Linked DNA regions of Oryctolagus cuniculus: region 2 is linked to region 1. The links are chromatin contacts, called in public Hi-C maps. All regions are on one chromosome and are shown on one strand. Each heading gives the region's core, a stretch centred on a gene start, on an enhancer-like site or on the middle of the called end of the contact. The rest is flanking DNA. Distances are from core to core; before and after follow the strand shown.

The links. A called contact is a pair of places that touch in the nucleus more often than the background predicts.
Region 2: a contact with region 1 is called in a Hi-C map of skin fibroblasts, with 3 times the contacts expected there. The contact joins two enhancer-like sites. A contact is called at or near these places in 3 of 6 Hi-C or Micro-C datasets (embryonic fibroblasts, skin fibroblasts and an unstated tissue).

The regions. Positions count from the first base shown.
Region 1 is chr6:45,063,538-45,070,314 of mOryCun1.1, forward strand. No RefSeq gene overlaps it. Among named protein-coding and RNA genes, the nearest start is that of CLINT1, 300 kb to the left of the region's middle. Within about 2 kb of position 2,979, at least 2 of the 8 cell types and tissues checked have an H3K27ac peak or open chromatin away from gene starts, as enhancers often do.
Region 2 is chr6:45,404,576-45,411,352 of mOryCun1.1, forward strand. No RefSeq gene overlaps it. Among named protein-coding and RNA genes, the nearest start is that of EBF1, 610 kb to the right of the region's middle. Within about 2 kb of position 2,591, at least 2 of the 8 cell types and tissues checked have an H3K27ac peak or open chromatin away from gene starts, as enhancers often do.

The DNA.
Region 1 (6,777 bases), core at 1,729-4,228:
TTCTGGGGTTTGGCAAGTGGGACTCAAGCAGGGCACCACCCCTGCACCATTTATTCAATCTGTGCATGGTATTGTGTGGTGATTCAGTTTCTGACCTGAACAGTGAGACAGTCTAACCACACCTAGTGAAAGAGAGAAGCTCCAGCATATCTAAGGGTGGAGAAGATGAGCACCACCCTCACTTATCTATCTGTCAACATTAGCTCTACTATGTGCTTGTTGGATTCATTTGATCAAGTTACTGTTCTTATGAATACAGTTCCTCCACTGTAAAATGGCAACAATAATGATTGCTGTGGTAATAAAATTTTATAAGCTCAAGACACAGTTCCTAGAAGGTAGTAAGTGCTCAGTAAACATTGTTACTGTAACTATTGTTGTTTTGAACAGTTCCTTTTATCTTCAAAAGCTTTTACATACTTGTTAGTTAAAATTTCAAGTCTCATGGAGCTTGATGTTGGAAGTCAATTTTATTTAATGATTGAAGAAGCCAAGGCACAGGATAGTAGGGTGACTTGACTGAGGTGACACAGTAAGCCATGGTCAGTTCAAATTTTCTGTTGAGAGCATTCCTTCCTGGAACTAACAACTCCATTTGAGAATAAATCCAGAGACTTTAACATGTACAGATGCAGTCCACACTAAGAAATCCCCACAATAGTCTTTATTTCTCTCTAATATGTTAATCTGTTGATGAAGACTTATGGCAAAACCTCATTCTTTCTTCTAAGTCCTACTTAAATGTATGGACTCTGTAAAGGAACTTCTCCAGCTCCCAGGTTGAATTACTCTTTCTTTGCATGTTGTGCCAATATCTGACTTGGCATCTGATATCAATAGAACTAAATTATAATTGAGCGTTAACTTTGTGGAGTAAGAGGGTGCTGGGTTGGAAGAAGCTGACCAAGTATCAATAGTTCCATGTAGATGCACATGCTTTCAGCTTCTCAAAAGTGTCTCTGAGCAGCCTCATGGAAGGTTGGGGCATGTTGGAGAGCCTCAGAGAAATTGTATCTCCTCTTTTGTAGTTGACTTTTTCCAGGATTAGAGAGCTAGTGGACCTTTGTGTGTCCTTTCACCTGCAGTGGCTGACAGATAACTCTTTAAGAAACAGTCCTTGCCTATTACTTGCACCAAATAAATGGAAGTTACTAGTGCTCAACTAGGTCTTGGAGTCTTTCTCTCACCAAATGACTCTGGGGGTTGAATGGACAAAGGCCAGAAATAATTTCAGTAGGATTGAATTTAGGGGTGCATCTCGGTCAGGAAGCTACAAGGAAAAGAGGTTTGTTCCAAAAGCCATTGGAGCAGGTTATGTTACTGGGATAGGCATAAGAATTATCACAGCGTGTCCCTTAACTCAGCTTTTTAATTAATATTCAAGAATTTGCTTTCTGACTCCTGCCCAAGTCACTCACTGCAAGGTCTTAACACAAAATCAGCAGCACCTGGAAAATCTATAACATTCATGTTTCCACTCTCCAGGCCAATGCCTGTAGCAATGGCATCCGTCACTAACTGGTGCCACTATGTTCTCTGGAAAGGTGAAGGTGTGGCTTCGAGATCGTTTGTGCCTAGTTATCTGAGCAGCCATGGAGTCGGTCACAGACTCTAGCCAGAGCTCCCACTCTGGGCAGTGCTCTTCAGATGTTTCCTTCTTGGGTGAATGAGATTGCAGGACTTGGGTACTCTTGTCGAGGCAATATGAATTTCTACCCCTACTGAATGTCACTAGAGGCAACCTGAGATATTGGAAAGGATGATAGAAGAAGAGATATGAGGTTAGGGTATAGTCTTGATATTGCTACAAAAGAGCTGGGAGGTCTTATGTAAGACATCACCTGACTGGCCCTCAGTTTGCTTCCTCTGTAAGAGGAGGGGTTTGAGAAGATTAATTGCTGTGGCCTTGGAATGTCTTTGGTGTTATGCAGCAGCTGGGTCCTGCACATGCTCTACTCCAGGGAAGGCAAACATGTGACCAGCATGCGGCTGCCGTACGTGCCCATGCCTTCAGCAGGCACTGGCAGTGTTTCACAGCAGTCTTCCCTGTTTATGTGCACTTGGTCTTAGAATCCTTCTCGGTCTTTTTGGTAGAGGTCTAATAAGCTGCTACTGATTGATCAGGCTATGCAAGGGAAATAAAAATGATTTGCCTTTCTAATGGGCTTAATTGTGTCCCTCCCATAAATTCAGATGGAAATAGGGTCATCACAGAAGGGATAAAGCAGAAATGACAGAGGAACAAAGAGTGCCACATAGCTCCAGAGAGGGGTCCAAGCCATTATTCAGATATCCAAAGCCACCGGGTTGAATCACCACTTCAGATCTGGTGGAGTTTGATTGGCTGAGAGAAAGAGAAATTGGAGCTGGGAGGTTGTCTCAGCACTTAGCTAAGGGTTTGGAATTTCACCTGCTAGATGGCGCTGTCCTCTAAGAAAAGGCACCGGCTCTGCTTGAATGGAAGCTTTGCTAAGGAAACAGGAACAGCACAAGTTGAAAAGTATTGTTGGGCTGGAGGTAAGGGGCTGGAAGCAGCCTTTTCTCCAGCAGCAACATCTCCTGTTGTAGTGCTTCTGGTTCCTTTTAGAATTTTTATTTTGCAGTGTGAGAGTTGGATGCATTACAGCTGAAAAGGGCTGTTTACTCTGACAAAAGATTTGTGTGTGCATGTGTGAGTGCATGCGTGTGTGTGTGTGTGTGTGTGTGTGTATGTGTATCATGGGGAGGGCGCAGTTTTAGTCATGAAGTCCCTCCCCAAAGCTACATCTTACTAATGACATGTCTCAAACCTGATGTTTGGCCTTGACTTCCACGAGATCACTGAAAGAAAGGAACAGTTGGTTCTTTCTGCCTTCTGTGCACTGAGCTGGATGCCTGGCATGCGGAGTGACTGCACTCTGAAGCCTTCTAGCTCAGCTCTAGTCAGGAGCAGACTGCATGTAGGCACCAAGACCCCTTGTCTGTGCAGTTTTCATTTTAGACAGACAGACTGGCTCCTGGGGCTCAACTTCTCCTACTCTATCAGCAGCCAGAAGGAAGAAAAACAAAGATAAGGGGAGGGGAAGGTGAAAACCAGGAGGGGACTCAAAGGGCTGGAGGGGAAGACAGATGAGAGTCTCCGGAAGCAAAGGGCAGAGGTGAAGGGTGTGAGGGAAGGAGAGTGAAAGAAGGGGACCAGGTGTCCAGAAGGAAAGGGGAGTAGCTATGGAGGAGGAGAGAGGATGGAGGCTGCCGGAAGTGGGAGAAGTGGGAACTGGAGTGAGATTTCACGTCCTCATTGCTGGAGCCAAGACACTGAAAAGGCAGGGAATGGAGGCTGTGTCTGGCCAACAGGAAGATGGGGGCAGGGAAGCTGAGTCACTGGGGAAAATCTGATCAAGGTCCAGAAGGAGGGGAAACCGCCACAGTGAGGAAGTTGCAGAAAAGCCAGGTGGGAGATGGGCAAGCAAGCCTTGATCAGGAGGTCCTGGAAGCTAGGAAGGCAGAGAGCAGAGCTGAGCTAAGACAGGAAAAAACCAAGGAGAAGGAACAAGCAGAGCACAACACACAAGTGAGAGTGAGGGAACAGGGAAGGGGCCATTAATAGAATGCTTACCTGCATGTCGTAAAAACTGGAATGTGTGTGTTTTGGCCTGCGGCCATTGTGCAGGAAACACAGTGTGGCTTTTAAGCAAGTTGTGGAGTGGTTGAGTCCACACGTTAGTAGCTTACCTTAGTGTGTTGCTTTGAAATGCAGCTGTGAGCAGCTGCCCTCTGACTGGCTGGCAGCCTGCTGTCGGAGACATCTGACAGAGCTACTGTCCGAACAGAGGTTTTGTCCCTGCTCTGTTACGGTGCTCCAGGTTCGGAGGCACCACTTCTCTTCCAGGATAAGAGTTGAATTGTGGTCCCTGTGACAGTGTCTTGTGGTTGGACAGGGGTGAAAGCTCTGAGAGGGCAGAAGAGGGGAAAAGCGGTTAAGGGTAATGTGGGATCGGGTCTGGCGCTGTAGCTTAGTGGACTAAGCCTCTACCTGCAGTGCTGGCATCCCATATGGGTACTGGGTCATGTCTCAGCTATTTTCCCGATCCAGCTCTCTGCTTATGGCCTGGGAGGACAGCGGAAGATGGCCCAAGTATTTGGGCCCCTGCACCTGTGTGGGAGCCTCAGGAGAAGCTCCTGGATCCTAGTTTGGATTGGCTCAGCTCCAGACATTGGGGCCATCTGGGGAGTGAACCAGCAGATGGAAGACCTTTCTCTATATCTTTTCTTCTCTTTCTGAAACTCTACCTCTCAAATAAATAATATCTTTAAAAAAAAAGGTAATGTAGGATGGAGGTTAAGAGGCCCCTGGAGACTGATGGCCACAGTCTAGTTTCTAGTTTTACCACTTTACTCTGACACATGAGAAGTCTTCTAGAGTTTGTGGAAGAATGGAATGAAAAGTGAGTTTATTTTAGTAAATTTTTTTTTGTGAATATTCATGTGTAATTTTTATGTGTTACGTATTTTCCATGGGCATTTGGCAGCCCTTGTATGTGACATTTCACTGCTATGGGCTTTAACAACTCATCTGTAGAATTGAGGTATGGGGGTGGGATTTGTGCTGCTCCTGGTTAATTAACACTTGGGATGCCTGAATTCCATATCATGTGCCAACAACTCCACTTCCAATCCAGCTTCCTCTTAGTGTGTCTGGGAGGCAGCATGTGACGGCTCAAGTACTGGGGTCCCTGACACCCTTGTGGCAGACCTGGGTGGTGGAGCCCCTGGTTCCTGGGTTTAATCATGCCCAGCCTTAACTGTTGGAGCCCGTGGGGAATGGGCCAGCCGATGGAAGATATCTGTCTGTCTCTGTCTCTCTGTCACTTGTTCATATAAATGAATAAATATTTTTTTTAAAAAAATTGGGACTAGGCCGGCGCCGTGGCTCACTAGGCTAATCCTCCGCCTAGCGGCGCCGGCACACCGGGTTCTAGTCCCGGTCGGGGCGCCGGATTCTGTCCCGGTTGCCCCTCTTCCAGGCCAGCTCTCTGCTGTGGCCCGGGAGTGCAGTGGAGGATGGCCCAGGTGCTTGGGCCCTGCACCCCATGGGAGACCAGGAAAAGCACCTGGCTCCTGGCTCCTGCCATCGGATCAGTGCGGTGCGCCGGCCGCGGCGGCCATTGGAGAGTGAACCAACGGCAAAAGGAAGACCTTTCTCTCTGTCTCTCTCTCTCACTGTCCACTCTGCCTGTCAAAAAAAAAAAAAAAATTGGGACTATAATCAGATATATCTGGTGGGTTTCTAATGAGGATTGAATGAGATGACCCATGGATGTTAGCGCCCTTCCCTTTATGATTGCTGAGGACCAGATAATGGTTCAGGGGACCAGTTCTTAAATATGGAAAAGGGGCTTAAACCTGAAGATGTTTTAGAGAGGAAATGATCTGTACCTAGCATCATTTGGGAAGATAAATCCACCAGTTACATGTGGGCTGCTCTGGGATTAGGGGAGGCCATCTTGGTGACCAGAGCTTGTTTGCGAAAGTGGGGTCCTGGACTAGGTGTGTGGGTCCTGAAAAAATATGTAGGCTATTCTGAGATATGTAGAAAATGTCAAGAACCTTTTGGTTGGATGAATAGGTGATTGGAGAGAGAAATTCCAAACATGGTGCCAAGGTTTTGAGGTCAAGGACAGGAATAAGAGGGAGCTCTCAAGCTAAGAAGGATTTTTACATTTTTAAAGGGTTGAAAAAAACCAAAAGCAGAAATGAAGACTAGGTGACAGAGTCTGTATATAGTCTGCAACACCTTAAATATTTATAATCTGGCCCTTTATAGAAAGAGTTGTCCCACTCTGGCCTGGCTGAGAGACCCAGAATACTGGCCTAGAAAAAAGGAAGCTTGGAGCGGTTTTAGACAGAGTGCAGTGTCCCCCAGAAAGCTGAAGCTATGGGACTAAAGCCAGGCGAAGTGTGTGAATAATATGCTGACTGTAGAGTCAGTGTTCATTGCATAAATATTTTCCCACGGTGTGTTTAGGAGACAAATAGTCCTGGTTTAAATCCTTGCTGCTTGTGATCCCAGCCAGGTTATCAACCTGGGTGAGACTCAGTTTCCTGACTTGTAAAATGCAAATAATAACAATACTTATCTCTTGGATTTCTTTGTCTTTGGAGGATTAAATGCACTGAGATACACCAAGCATCTGGCATCCAACACACAGTAAGCACATGCTTTTATTATTATTGAGGACCCAGAAACCCAGAGTTGGCAATGGACACAGCACATGACATACAGGAAAGGATGGCTTAGTCTGGAGTATAGCAGGAGAAAATACACCATCAGTTGCCTCTAATATTATCATCAAAACCATTGATCTTCTATTGTTACTGGAACTTGACATCTGGTCTTGGGTCCCCCGCACTGCCCATCTCTATAATGCATAGGGTTTGCTTAGATTCCTTTCAACAGTTTTTAAAGCAATATTTTCAAATTCATTTCTTTTTCTTCCTCTCCCTTCCTCTCTTCCCTTGTTGCAGGGAGAAGCATGCTTAATTCTCTTTGACATTTCTGACAGCCAGGTCATCTCTGCTCCCTCCTCTTTAACAGTCCTGATCGTGTAAGAGCAATCCCCTTCGCCTCTCAGCATTCCCAGCCCCTCCCCTCCCAGCCATGCTTCCCCACAGAAGGAAGAGTGAGTTTCTCTTCATGTGGAATCAGCCCAGTATCAGCCTCCGAAGCATCTGTCCTTGTTCCTCTGAGCGTCAGAAGTTCTCTGTCTTCCCACTAGGACTTTCTGAGAGCGTGGAGTG
Region 2 (6,777 bases), core at 1,341-3,840, 340 kb after region 1:
GAAAGAGAGAAGAGTTAAGTCTCCTTCTTCAGTCACTAAACTGGGACTTTATCTCATTGGATCAACACAGTTACTGTTCATCTCTGATGCAATACCTGCAGCAAGGGCATGAGATTACATTCATTGACCAAGATCAGTCAGGGCCTATCTCTTGAGTTGAAGACATTGTTTACTCCTCATGACCTCATAGAGATGCACAGTGGGAAGCAAACACTTAGGGTGGCAATAGAACACATCCAGAGGCCAGTGCTTTGGCATAGTGGGTGAAGCCACCACCTGCAGTACCGGCATTCCATATGGGCTCCTTTTGGAGTCCCGGGTGCTCCACTTCTGACCCAGCTTTATACTAGGGCCTAGAAAAGCAGTGGATGATGACCCAATTCCTGCACCAATGTGGGAGACCTGGAAGAAGCTCCTGGTTCCTGGCTTTGAATCTACGCAGCTCTGGCTGTTGCGGCCAGTGGGGAGTGAACCAGATAATGGCCTGCCCCCCTCTCTCTCTCTCTCTCTCTCTCTGCCTCTCCTTCTCTCCCTATATAACTCTTTCCAATAAAATAAATAAATCTTTAAAAAAAATTCATACCCCTGATTGTCAGTGTAAGCTAGCTTCCATCAACTACTCCAAGATCAGTGACATCAAGAATTATTTCTTTGTACACTACTGTAGCCCCAGTTAAGTACAAGGCGTGTCATCAGGGGAGTGTAATAATATTTGTTTATTTAAGAATTAACACAAGCAGATTTTTTTTCTGTTTGAGGAAATGCACAGATTTTTATTTCATTCTGGCGCTTCTTTATGTTCTCTATTTGCAGTTGTTGAGGAGCTATTTATGGCTTAACAAAAAGCAGGAAGAATCAGAATCAGTCATTGCACCAAAAAAAGGCATTTTCTCCTGAGATTTGCACACTCTTTCCAACACAAGAGAGGCTGGAATCAGTTGAAATAAGACAAAAAGAAGCAAATCATTTGGTTCCCTGATAACAGACATTAAAAAGAAGAGAGAGGAGAAACAGAAGGGAAGGGAGAGGTGGGAAGAGGAGGAGAAGAAAATTTTAAAAGGAAGGAAAACAAGAAGAAAAGAAGAGGAAGGGCTCAGAAGGAGGGAGGGAAAGAATAAGGAAGCATGGAAGAGGAGGAGGAAGGGAGGTACAGAGGGAGGAACTAATTCTGGCTCCAGGGCAAAAGGTCGTCATTGAGATTGTGATTAGTCTCTGCCATGGATTTGCTGATCGCTAAGTGATTGCTTCTTGTTTGTGTATCTGTGAGTGTTTTCTTTCTGACAAAGTAAACATTAAGCCTAACTTGAAGCTTTAAAACTGACCAAGTAGCTTGGAGAATGTGGATAGCAAATTACAAATCACCCAGCCACTTGGGTGTGGATAAAAGTTCCAGGCCAAATACCTGAGCGTCCACTTCATAATAGGAGTAATAAGGCTATTTGAAAACATGACCCAAATCTCAAGCTATAGTTTTTTTTTTTTTTCTAAAGGCCCTCTGACATGTTTATATGCACATATTGGAATTGTATCCATCGGGGAAGAAAACAATTGACTTTCCGACTTTATAGTCTGCCATTGACTTTTAAGGTATTTCATAAAATGAAGTAATAACTTCAAGATCAAGGGCATTTTCCTTTGGGTCTTCATCAATTGTTTCACTTTCTCTTGGCAATGGCCTCCACCCACCTCTTCCGTAATATCAACTTCTAGGTTGACGTTTCACTGGAAAAACTTACTCTTTCTCCCTGCCTTCCTGAATGTATGTTTCATGCATTAAATTCTGTTAATCAGTTCAACTTTTACTATAGTTTGGCAATTGGTACATCGCTGAGTTGCGTGTTCCCAATTTAATGCTTTTAGAATGTATTTAAGTAGGTTCCAATGCACTTAGTCACTGCTATTCAAATGAGAGAACCATATTTCAAGGAACAGAGCTCCAGGAGGGGGATGAGGTGACTAATGGGTTATAAGGGAAAATCATCTATCAAGACACATTGGAGACTGAAACAGATGGTGAAGAAATTCCCCTGGGTCCATTTCCCCCTGGCCCCAGAGGGGCCACCATTTGATTTCCAGCAAACACACACTTTGGCTGGCTTCCCTTCACAGCTTCTGGCTGATGTTTCCTATTTTAGGATCTTGGAAAAGTAGGAAACTCACCTGTTTCTCAGACTTACACTCATCAATAAGGCAGCCCTTTGGGCAAGATAAAGGCCAATCTTAGGAGCCCTAAACAGGTGCTGACTTTTATGGCTGGAGGGTTGGCACAGTACCCACCCTTCATGCTGATTTTACAGAGCGTTAATAGGAATGAGACAAAGGAATAGTGGATTCTAAGGCGAACATTCAGAGTCAGAGCTTGTCTTCTTTATTCCACTTCTATTACTCACCATCTAGGTTGCCAGGGAATCTGTGACCCCATGAATAGCCCAGATTTGGTGCTGAACTTCTGTTTTTCCTGGAGAAATGTACCCAGCTTCTGAGCTTCCCAGTTCTCATTTATATCAGTTGGCCAGATGATACAAATTTGTAAAGGATCCTGTGTGACTTACCTGAGATGAAGTGCATGAAGAACCTTGCAGAACCAGGAATGTGCTGTACATGTTCACTAACCCCACATTTCTTCCCATTCTGGCCTTTCTTATAAATTTTGGGATGCTATGTAGTGAGCTTAAAGGCAGGGAAGACTCCACCACAATTATAATTTCTGACTTAAAATTCCAAAAGTAGGCCGGTGCCGCGGCTCACTAGACTAATCCTCCGCCTTGCGGCACCAGCACACCGAGTTCTAGTCCTGGTCAGGGCACCGGATTCTGTCCCGGTTGCCCCTCTTCCAGGCCAGCTCTCTGCTGTGGCCAGGGAAGTGCAGTGGAATACTTGGGCCCTGCACCCCATGGAGACCAGGATAAGTACCTGGCTCCTGCCATCGGATCGGTGCGGTGCGCCGGCCGCGGTGCGCCGGCCGCAGCAGCCATTGGAGGGTGAACCAACGGCAAAGGAAGACCTTTCTCTCTGTCTCTCTCTCTCTCTCACTGTCCACTCTGCCTGTCAAAAAAATTTTTTTTCCAAAAGTATCCCCTCAAGCAAATTGGCAACTGGTATTAAATCATCTGTATGTCATTGCAAACAACCCCATTTCTATGAATTTATCCTAAAGAGACATTCACCTAAGTATATATGTTGTCCACAGGATAAACATCTCACTGTTAATGAGGACAAAGACTTGCAAACCAACTACTGACCATCAAAACAGTATTGGATAAATATGGCATCTCGGCCGTCGCCGCGGCTCACTAGGCTAATCCTCCGCCTGCGGTGCTGACACCCCAGGTTCTAGTCCCGGTTGTGGGGGGTGTGCTGGGAAGTAGAAGTGAATCCAATTAGGGTAGGGGATGAGCTGACTTCAGTGGTTGGGCCAGGGGGCTTAGGACCAAAGCCTACTGTGCAACGTGGTGATGGGTCCAGGGCCTAAGATGGCATCCAAGGCATTGATGGCACCACAGATGAGACTGTGCCATTTTGCTAACAATAATTACCCAAATAGCTGATTATTTTCCACAATGCTGTAGTCTCTAAAATCAGTTTTTCACCTTTCTCTTTGTCTCTAATGTCACACACTACTGCAATCACAGAAATTCCCTGAATGCTTTTCATTTTTTTAATTCAGAAGTCTGGTGACCTGGAGGTTGTTCCAAGTTCTGACATTGTTTGGCGGTGAGATCAACAGCTAACACCTTCTCCCAAGAGGGCTCATCCTAAAACCAAGCTAGAAATTTCTTGGACTTTCATCTTACTTCTAACTTTGTCGTTTTGCAATTTAACTTGCGCAATCACATAATGCAAATTAAATCAATGAAGATGACACACATATATAAGCTTTGGAGGCCCCAAAATGCTATATAAATGTGATATGTGGTTAAAAGCACTTATAAAAGAGCACCAACAATAACAATTGTGACTCAGATTGTGTATTGATGCCTACATAAAGAAAGGAAATTCTAGTGGGATCAAGACATTTCCTTTCGCCCTTTGTCTCTGCTGCCCTCACCTCTGGGCCTTAATTCCATGTGGAGTTAACACTGATACTCAGTTTGGGGATTAAAGCAGGACCTGACCTGGATTTGCTCCACGTTACCCATGCCCTAGATTGAAACGTTAAAGGACTTGGAATAAAAAAGTTGCATTTTCAGTAACGGCTTCACAGTGACTGGGGAATTAATGTCAGGCAGGCAGTGATTTCCCAGTGGTTGGGTTTGTAGCAAAAGTCTTCAACTTTTATGTGTGGCTTGTTTGATGTTGAAAATTGTTGTTAGACTCTCCAAAGTTGTTTGAGGTGTCACTCATCCTTCCCTTTTGTGTTGGGGCGGGATGTGAAGCACAGCGGCTGGGAATAGTTCTGTGACTGCCACCCCCAAGGCAGGTCTCCACCAGGGCCCAATTGAGCCCATCTCCCGGGGAATTCAAAGCTTTCAGCGCAGCGCAGCTCGGCATCCGTCTGATCACCCACTACTCTCTCGCAGGAACTCTCCACTCCAGCAAGACTGAGGAGCTCAGGGCCTCGTGAATGTGCTGTGCAAGGGAGCATCTCCAGTGTTTTTCTTTAACACACAATTTGCTTGGCTTGGATATTGTTCTTCAGAGAGGCAGCAGCCTATAAGAATAATAGTAGTGACCGCGATAGCGTAGTAACAGTAATAAAACCAGCAGCTACCGTCTTGTTTACCACTGATTGTGGGTCAAACACTGCGCACGGGCTTAGCCCGACTGGTTGTCTTAATAACCCTTTTCTAAATAAACACAGCTATCTCCATTTTACAGATGAGGCAACTGAAGCCCAGCATGTTTTGATGAATTAAGCATTGTCATGCTGCCAGGAAGGTAGGATCTGAATCCTTGCAGTCTGACTCTAGACATTGTTTGCTGTCACTAGCAAGTCTTAGGAAAGTAGCCTTGAGAGCTAAAGACCTGCCTTCCAGTTGTAGTTTTTGCTGCTTCCTGCCTGTGTGACCTTGACTGACTGCCTTTATCTTAAAACCAAACCTCCTTCACACATAAAATAGAGTCATGCTGTTTATGTTGAAGAGTTGGCGGGAGAAGCAGAGTTTGTGCATGCCAGGTACCTCGGCAGCGAAAGGCAGCCAAGATCATTGACCTTTATTCATTTTCATTATAACTAGTTTTTCTAGATCCAGCTCTCTTGTCTTCTTAAAGCCATTTCTGGTTATCAGAGCGCAAAGTGGTGTCTTTGTCTTCTTGAATTGTGTCACTCGTTAGAGATTTTATGTTCATTATCAGGGCATGATCCTAGCAGAGGGGTAGGAGGAGCCCAGAGGTCTAAAGCTTGCGTGTTCCTCTGCTAATGAACATAGGGGAACCACACATCTCAAGAACTGTGAGCCTGAGGACACAGGAAAATACTGAAGCCCACCCAGCAACTCCTAGTACAGGGGATGGTAGCAGCTCAGTTCGTTCGGATTTAATCCTGGCTCTTCATGCTCTTGGTGAAGCAAGTAGCTATTACTTAAAAGAATACTCTCAGTGCTCATTTTAATGCCTGTCTAGTCTGACATTCCTGTGGTAGAGGCTAGGAAACTAAAATTTTCATTACCCAGAGTCCTTTGCAGTCAGCATATTCATTCATGACTGGGAGGCAGCTGTAGGCATTGTAAGGGGTTGGCTACAGGTAGTGAAAAAGGCTGTTATTATGTGGGAGGCTTCTGCCCTCTTCAGACTGCTGTGGTATCCTTTCTAGCATCTAATCATTAAAATCAGAGGTGTTGGCTGAAGGACAATGGAAGCAATGCATATTGGGCCTTTCTCCTAGATGTGTGGGCTATGCATTATCCAAATCCTGGACTCTGGCCACTGGGAGCTTCTATCAGTTGCATAATGTCTTTCAGTCAGTCTTTCCTGCTTGAATCAGCTGAGGTGGCTTCTGTTTCCTGCAACCAAAAATTTTGACCAATACATTAGAAATGTTACCATAGACTAGTGATTTTCTTTTTTAAAAAAATTATTTATTTATCTGAAAGGCAGAGTTAAACAGAGAGAGGGAGAGACAGAGAGGGAGATTTTCCATCCACTAGTTCACTCTCCAAATGTTCACAACAGCCAGGGCTGGGATAGGCCAAAGCTGGAAGCCAGGAGCTTCATCTAGGTCTCCCACATGCGTGCAAAGGCCCAAGCACTTGGAATATCTTTCACTGCTTTCCCAGGTGCGTCAACAGAGAGCTGGTTCAGAAGTGGAACAGCCGGGACTTGAACCAGGGCCCATATGGGATGGAGGCACTACAGGTAGCAGCTTAACCAATTGTGCCACAGCACAAGTACCTGACAATTTCTTTGATCCAAAATGGTAATAATTAAAGGACTATCTTATTCAATTTTGGTTAGTGTCAAATGAAATAATGCATATAATAAATCACAGCATATGATATAAATGAGCTCCTACAGGATTTACAGAATGGTAGTGAGGACACACAAGTGAAGAGGAAATTTCCATAAGGTGTGAAACATAGCCAGGTGTGGTAGAATTCACACAGGGGCTTGAAGCGCAAATACAATTGGCCAACCAGGAAAGGCTTTTTGGAAGGGAAAAAACAAACCAAACCAATATTTAGATAGAGATCTAATGTGTGACTCCAAGATAGCCATGTAGGAACAGAGGAAGGAAGAATGGTGTGCGAGTATGCCTATTCCAGAAAAAAAAAAAAACACAGTTAGAGAAGGCCCCAGAGGGGGAAGAACATACCTTACTTGAGGAGTTGAGAAAAGTTG